Linked DNA regions of Mus musculus: region 1 is linked to region 2. Evidence: chromatin contacts called from public HiChIP or PLAC-seq data. All regions are on one chromosome and are shown on one strand. The core of a region is the stretch at or near the end of the contact, and the rest is flanking DNA. Distances in the headings are between cores, read along the strand shown.

Evidence for each region. HiChIP or PLAC-seq counts read pairs in DNA pulled down with a chosen protein or histone mark.
Region 1: a contact with region 2 is called in an HNF4G HiChIP or PLAC-seq map of pancreatic cancer cells. The contact joins two enhancer-like sites. A contact is called at or near these places in 3 of 115 datasets of contacts at active chromatin or transcription factors (extraembryonic endoderm stem cells, microglia and pancreatic cancer cells).

The regions. Positions count from the first base shown.
Region 1 is chr11:118,362,001-118,364,872 of GRCm38.p6, reverse strand. No RefSeq gene overlaps it. Among named protein-coding and RNA genes, the nearest start is that of Timp2, 8.0 kb to the right of the region's middle. Within about 2 kb of position 1,487, at least 259 of the 459 cell types and tissues checked have an H3K27ac peak or open chromatin away from gene starts, as enhancers often do. A contact at or near this core is called in microglia and pancreatic cancer cells, where this site is marked.
Region 2 is chr11:117,948,541-117,951,351 of GRCm38.p6, reverse strand. No RefSeq gene overlaps it. Among named protein-coding and RNA genes, the nearest start is that of Socs3, 19 kb to the left of the region's middle. Within about 2 kb of position 1,496, at least 203 of the 459 cell types and tissues checked have an H3K27ac peak or open chromatin away from gene starts, as enhancers often do. A contact at or near this core is called in microglia and pancreatic cancer cells, where this site is marked.

The sequences.
Region 1 (2,872 bases), core at 238-2,737, 410 kb before region 2:
CAGGCACAGCCACCACGCTCTGCTCTTACATAGGATCAAATTCACTTTACCTACTGAGCCATCTTCAAAGCCCATGCCTTTTATTTCCTACTGAGCGGTGGTCTGTGCCACACAAGAGGACAGAGATCCTGCTTATCTGTAGCCCCAGCTTCAGAACAGCCTTGGCACATGGCTTGTGTGCCCAAGAAATACTTTTGAGCAAATGAACTACAACCTTAAGAGACATTCACCCAGAGGCTGGCCTGGTGGTACATACTTGTAACCCCAGTGCTCTGGAGGCAGCTGGATCTCTGTGAGTTCATGGCCAGTCTGGTTTGCAAAGTCAGTTCCAAGCCAGCCAGGGACCCTGTCTCAACAAAACAAAGTAAAAGAAATATTCAGTGGATTGGGAGGATAGACCTGTGAACAAGTCAGCTGTGAGACAAGCCACAGCAGTCTAAAATAAGGCCACTGTGGTAGGTCACTGGGCACAGTCCTTTTTTATCCCTCATCAAGCCACTCTCTGTCACCATGCCATCCCAGGTCTGGGACTGGGACAGTCTCTATCGTGTTCAGATGGCCAGGATTTTAGGTGGAAGAGTGTGAGGGCTGAGCGGGCTCCACGGGGAAGAGATATTTAATGGGGCCACCAAGAATGACTAGAGGGACATGTCCCAGACATTCCCTGCTTTCCCACAGCACCAAAATTATAGCACAAATGACCAGGTGCTAAGGCAGAGCCCACAGCATCCTCCTGCCTCTGCAGGGACCCCAGCAGGGATTCTGTGCTGGAAGCCGTGGTCACCCTGAGTTTCCCTGACTTTACCTGTGAGCACAGTGGCACAGCTCTGCAGCCAGGAGAAGCAGAGAAGGGGGCTGAGGAGGCAGGATGACTAGCTTTCACCTGTGTTCCCGGGTCACAGGACACCAGGACAGAACCAGATGACAGGGTCTGTCACAGGGCGCATTTCTACCCAGGAAGCTCCAGGCACAAATGGATACCACTGTCCTGAGTGGTTCCTCTTGCCTTTGATGCCGAACAGCCCTTTATAGCTGAGGGAGAGCTGAGCAGGCTGTAGCAAAGCAGAGAGATGCTGGATCTGCACTTCAGACAGCAGAGGAGATGCAGGACACCATGCCTCCCTTCCCAGGAAACCTCGCTCCCCCTCTTCTTCCTCATCGCTTTGCTAGGATGAGACCCACCCCAAGCCTGGTCCTTCTGCCCCTGGAGAGAATAGGGCTGACTTTGCATCTAGCCCTGTGTGCACTCCTGGCTGAGGGGTGGTGACACAGGGATGCTACAGCATCTCCAGAAAGAAGAAAGGGAAGGGAGGCTGGTCAGGAGCGCAGAAAGGAAAAGAGGACCTGGGAGATGCAAGGGGTGGGTTCTCTACACAGCCTTACCATGCTGTAGCACTCAGCGCTGCTGGCCTGCAGCTCACCACAGAGCCCAGCCTCCCTTCTGTTTGGATTAGGTAATGACATCATGGCCAAAGGCTGTCACTCCCCAACACCAAAGGAAGCAGAGGATGGTGGTGGTGGCGGGGGAAACCCGAGCCTCTTGAGCCTCCCATCCGGGACTAGAGAGACTAGCCAGACTAGCTGACTAGCGGGCCAGGGAACCTGAAACCACCACCCTCAGGCAACCCCTGCTGAGCTGGGCAGCAAGCTCTGGGGTCCCTCACCCCTCCCTGCCTGCTGAGGCTGCTTCCTGGGGAAAGGCAGAGCAGAGGGGCGAGGGTTCCCATCACAACCCGCTCCTCATGAGCAAAAGCACATGACCACATGCCCAGGGCCAAGAGGAAATAGCCTGGGCATGAGGAAATGAGAGCAGCCAGGGGCGTCCACTCCCTGCATCAGCTACATTCCTCAGTGCTTCACTGAACTGGTCTAGAGGGTCCCAGAGAGCCCAGGAGGGACAGGGTGGGGGGACCAGAGGAGGGATGGGGTTAAGGGAGGTGGAGGGGGTAGACAGGGGCCGGGGGCTGAAGGGGGGCCAGAGGAGGAGAAGGGGAAGCCAGAGACTTTTAAGAATCCAAAGCCACAGCAGCCTGCTCTCCAAACCCCTCTCTTTTCTGGGAAAAGGGCAGAGATCCCTGGCTTTGCCTCCTTCTTAGGATGGAAGCCCCAAGGAAGAGAGAGGAGGGACCTGGCCCCTGCAGAGTCCCTCCCTGTGACACCAGCCTGTGCACAGGCTGAAGCTGGGCGGTCACTGTCAAGTCAGCCTTCCTCTGGGATGCTGGCCCATCCAGCATAGTTCAGATGTGGCAATTCTTTGGGGCCAAGCATCACAAGGCTTCCTGTTCCCCACCAGGACACCCTCCCTCTCTCTACCCACCCCTTCCTCTCTCCATCCATCCCTCCTCCCTTCCAGTCTGAAGTCCCCCTACCAACATGGGTGGGGGCAGGACTGTCACTATGATATGAAGTTATGCCTTACACAAGGCTGCCTGCAGGTTGGCTATGGAATGCTGTGTTCACAGGCTTATGGGATGCACACCTGGGAAAGGGGAGCCATATTGTGGGAGATGCCAAGCCCCCCTCTCTTTAAAGATGAATGGGACAGGATAACAGGAAAGCCAAAGTGAAAGGAGCGGCGGGCCAAGCAAACATCACCTAAAAGCGGGTACTTGATGAGCTATGGCCAAGGCCTTCCCACTGCCATAGAGGGAAGAGTTCTAAAGCTGGGGGAGGGGTGTCCTGTCACTGACAACCTGCACCCTCGCCTGATCCCACCCACCCCCAGCTCCTGATACCCAGATGCCTCGGATGCCTCAGTGAGCATCCTTTCGGATTAGAGGCATTCAGTGTCACACACAGAGACGACAGGAACCTACCTTACCAGGCCTGGCTCTGTAAGTTAATCATATCTCCTATCTTCCCTGTGTCCCTG
Region 2 (2,811 bases), core at 247-2,746:
CTTCCCAGATTGAGATGGAGGAGAAGTAGGTGGGGCACCAGGAAAAGAGTCAGCCTATGACACAGGCAGGCTATTTTCATCACAGTCCCCTGAAGGCAGATCTGACTGATTCCTGGATGGTTGTTGAGGAAGCCGGGAGGTTGAAGAGGTTAGCCTTTGGTTGAAGACAGGGGAGGGGCGGGAGAGTGGAGCAGGGTGGCAATCTCTGTGAATCCCACTCTGGTCCTGTTGGGTTGGTCACAAGAGGCTTGCTTGCACTGAAGTGGTGGCTGTCCATCACAGGGGTTCTAACTTTCTAACCGTCAGCATCTACAGGAGGGAGAGGAACACTGTTTTTTGTTTTGGTTTGCCTGCATGTATGTATGCACACCAAGTTTGCATCTGGTGCCTTGGAGTTCTGAAGAGAACACATGAGCTCTCCAAGAACTGGTGTCCTAGATGGTTGTGAACCATAGATGGGTGCTGCTCACTGAACCTGGGTCTTCTGGAAAAGCAGCCACCCAGCCAGCTCTCCTGCCACATTGTTTTTTAATTTAAAAACTTTTGGGTTTTAGCTGGGTGTGGTGCCATGCCTTTAATCCCAGCACTTGGGAGGCAGAGGAAGGCGGATTTCTGAGTTTGACAGAGACAGGGTTTCTCTGTATAGTCCTGGCTGTCTTGGAACTCACTCTGTAGACCAGGCTGGCCTCGAACTCAGAAATCCGCCTGCCTCTGCCTCCCAAGTGCTGGGATTAAAGGCGTGCGCCACCATGCCCGGCGGGTTGTTTTTTTTTTAAATCTTATAAATGTTATTATGTATGCATGTGTCTATGAGGGATGCTTGCACGAGCAAGCGCTGTCTCCTGCATCTGGAGGTTCAGAGAATGACACTGTGACTTCAGTTTTCTGTTAAGTGGCTCCCAGGAATTGAACTCAGGTTGGCAAGCTTATATGTACCAAGGTAGTTTACCCCTAAGCTAGCTCTCTGGTCCTGTTTTGTTTTGTTTAGACAGGGCCTCACTGGGTCTTGGAACTCACTATGTATGCCTGGCTGGTCTCGAACTCATATAGAGATCCATCTGCCTCTGAAGAGCTGGGATGAAAGATATGCACCACCTTGCCCATCCTGTTTTGCTTTTTGAGACAGGTCTCATGTAGCCCAGCCTGGCCTCGAACTCACTATTAGGTGATGAGCTTAATTCCTAATCAGGGGGTGTCTTTACCTCCCAAGGGTTGGGATTACAACCCTGTAACACACGGCACCGTGTGTGGATACAGAATCCCACAGGACCCAGGGGATCTCCCAATGCCCGCCTGGGCGGCCGCTGGTCCCACAGCCTAGGTCCGTGGCCATGGCAACTGCTAAGCTGTTGCTCCATTGCCTCGCCACGTTGGGAGCAGAAGGGAACGCGTTCACACCCGACCGGGCCGCCAGCTGCGAATTCCTCAGGCCTTCCATCAGCCAGGCCAGCCCCGACTTCCTCGCAGGCTGTGAGGTCAGCGCCCGCCCCACCCGCCTGGAGGCTGGCCCCGCGCCGGGAATCCCGATCTCGGGTCTCTACTGACTCCTCCGTGGTCCCTGCACCCGGGTCTCCGCCTTCTCAACCCAGAGTGCGATGCCAGCCCTCGCTCCTCCATGCTAGTCCGCGCCTCGCCATCTCCGAGCCTGGGTCTTGGCTTCTGCCTGCAGCCCCTTCTTGGTCCTTGCACCCAGGTCCCTGTTGGGTGCCAGGGTCCCAGCGGCTTAGTGTGCCTGTGAGCAGGGACGGCCCCTCCCGCCCTCGCCGCCCAACACGCGGGGCCCTATTTCGGGAGCTGGCGCTGCGGGCCGGGCAGCCCTGCCCGGAAGGAAAGCTATTCTGGGCAGGGCCGCCCGAGTAGCTGCGACCCCAGGGCTTCCCGGCAGGGTGCGTGCTGGGGACAGAGGGCACGCTAGGGCAGGGCTACCCTCCCTTGCCACTACCCCACCTTCCTCCCAGGCCGCACCTACCCCCCGCCTTTTTTTTTTTTTTTTTTTTTTGGCTAGACACAGGACCTTTCCTAAGTTAGAACATTCCCTGGTTCTGAAGTGAACACCATGAGTCCAGAGCCTTCAGTCACCCGGTTCCCTCCTCCGCTGCACACGGGCCTCTCCGTGTTGTCCATCTGTGGTCTAACCGTTGTACTTGACAAATACTTGCTCTTCCTAACTGTACCTGTCGTCCCCTCTATGTGTCGGTATTGTTTGATGCACAGTGCCCAGAGCCCACTTCCAATGTATGGTCCCCATATAAGTGATCCTGGATCCCTGGTCAGTCAGGATCCCAGGCACTCTCTGGGGCGACTCATTTCCATCAGAGGTTTGGAGTTGATTACACGTCTGCCACATCACTGGAAAGCAAGTGGCCACCCAAGAGTAAGACAAATGCATTCCAGAATATTAGAGACCGGTTATCCACACACAGTAGGCAGAAGCAGGTGGATCTCTGTGAGTTCAAGACCAGCCTGGTCTATAAGGAGAGTTCCCAGGACAGCCAGGGCTACACAAAAAACAACACAAATAAAATTCACTTTTTCAACTATTTTAGTTTATTAAGAGACAGGGAGGGTCTCATGTAACTTAGGCTAACCTTGAATTCACTAAGTAACTTCTGATCTTCCTGCCTCTACCTCCTCAGTACTGGGATTACACGCATGTGCAACCACACTTGGTTCATGCAGAGCTAGAAACAGAGCCCAGGGCCTTGTGCTTACTAGGCAAGCCCTACCCATGAGCCTAGCCCCTGCCCTCTGGCAAGTGCTTTCCATGGTCAAACAAAGTATTTTGCCCCATGCCCTTGGATGTCAACCTCA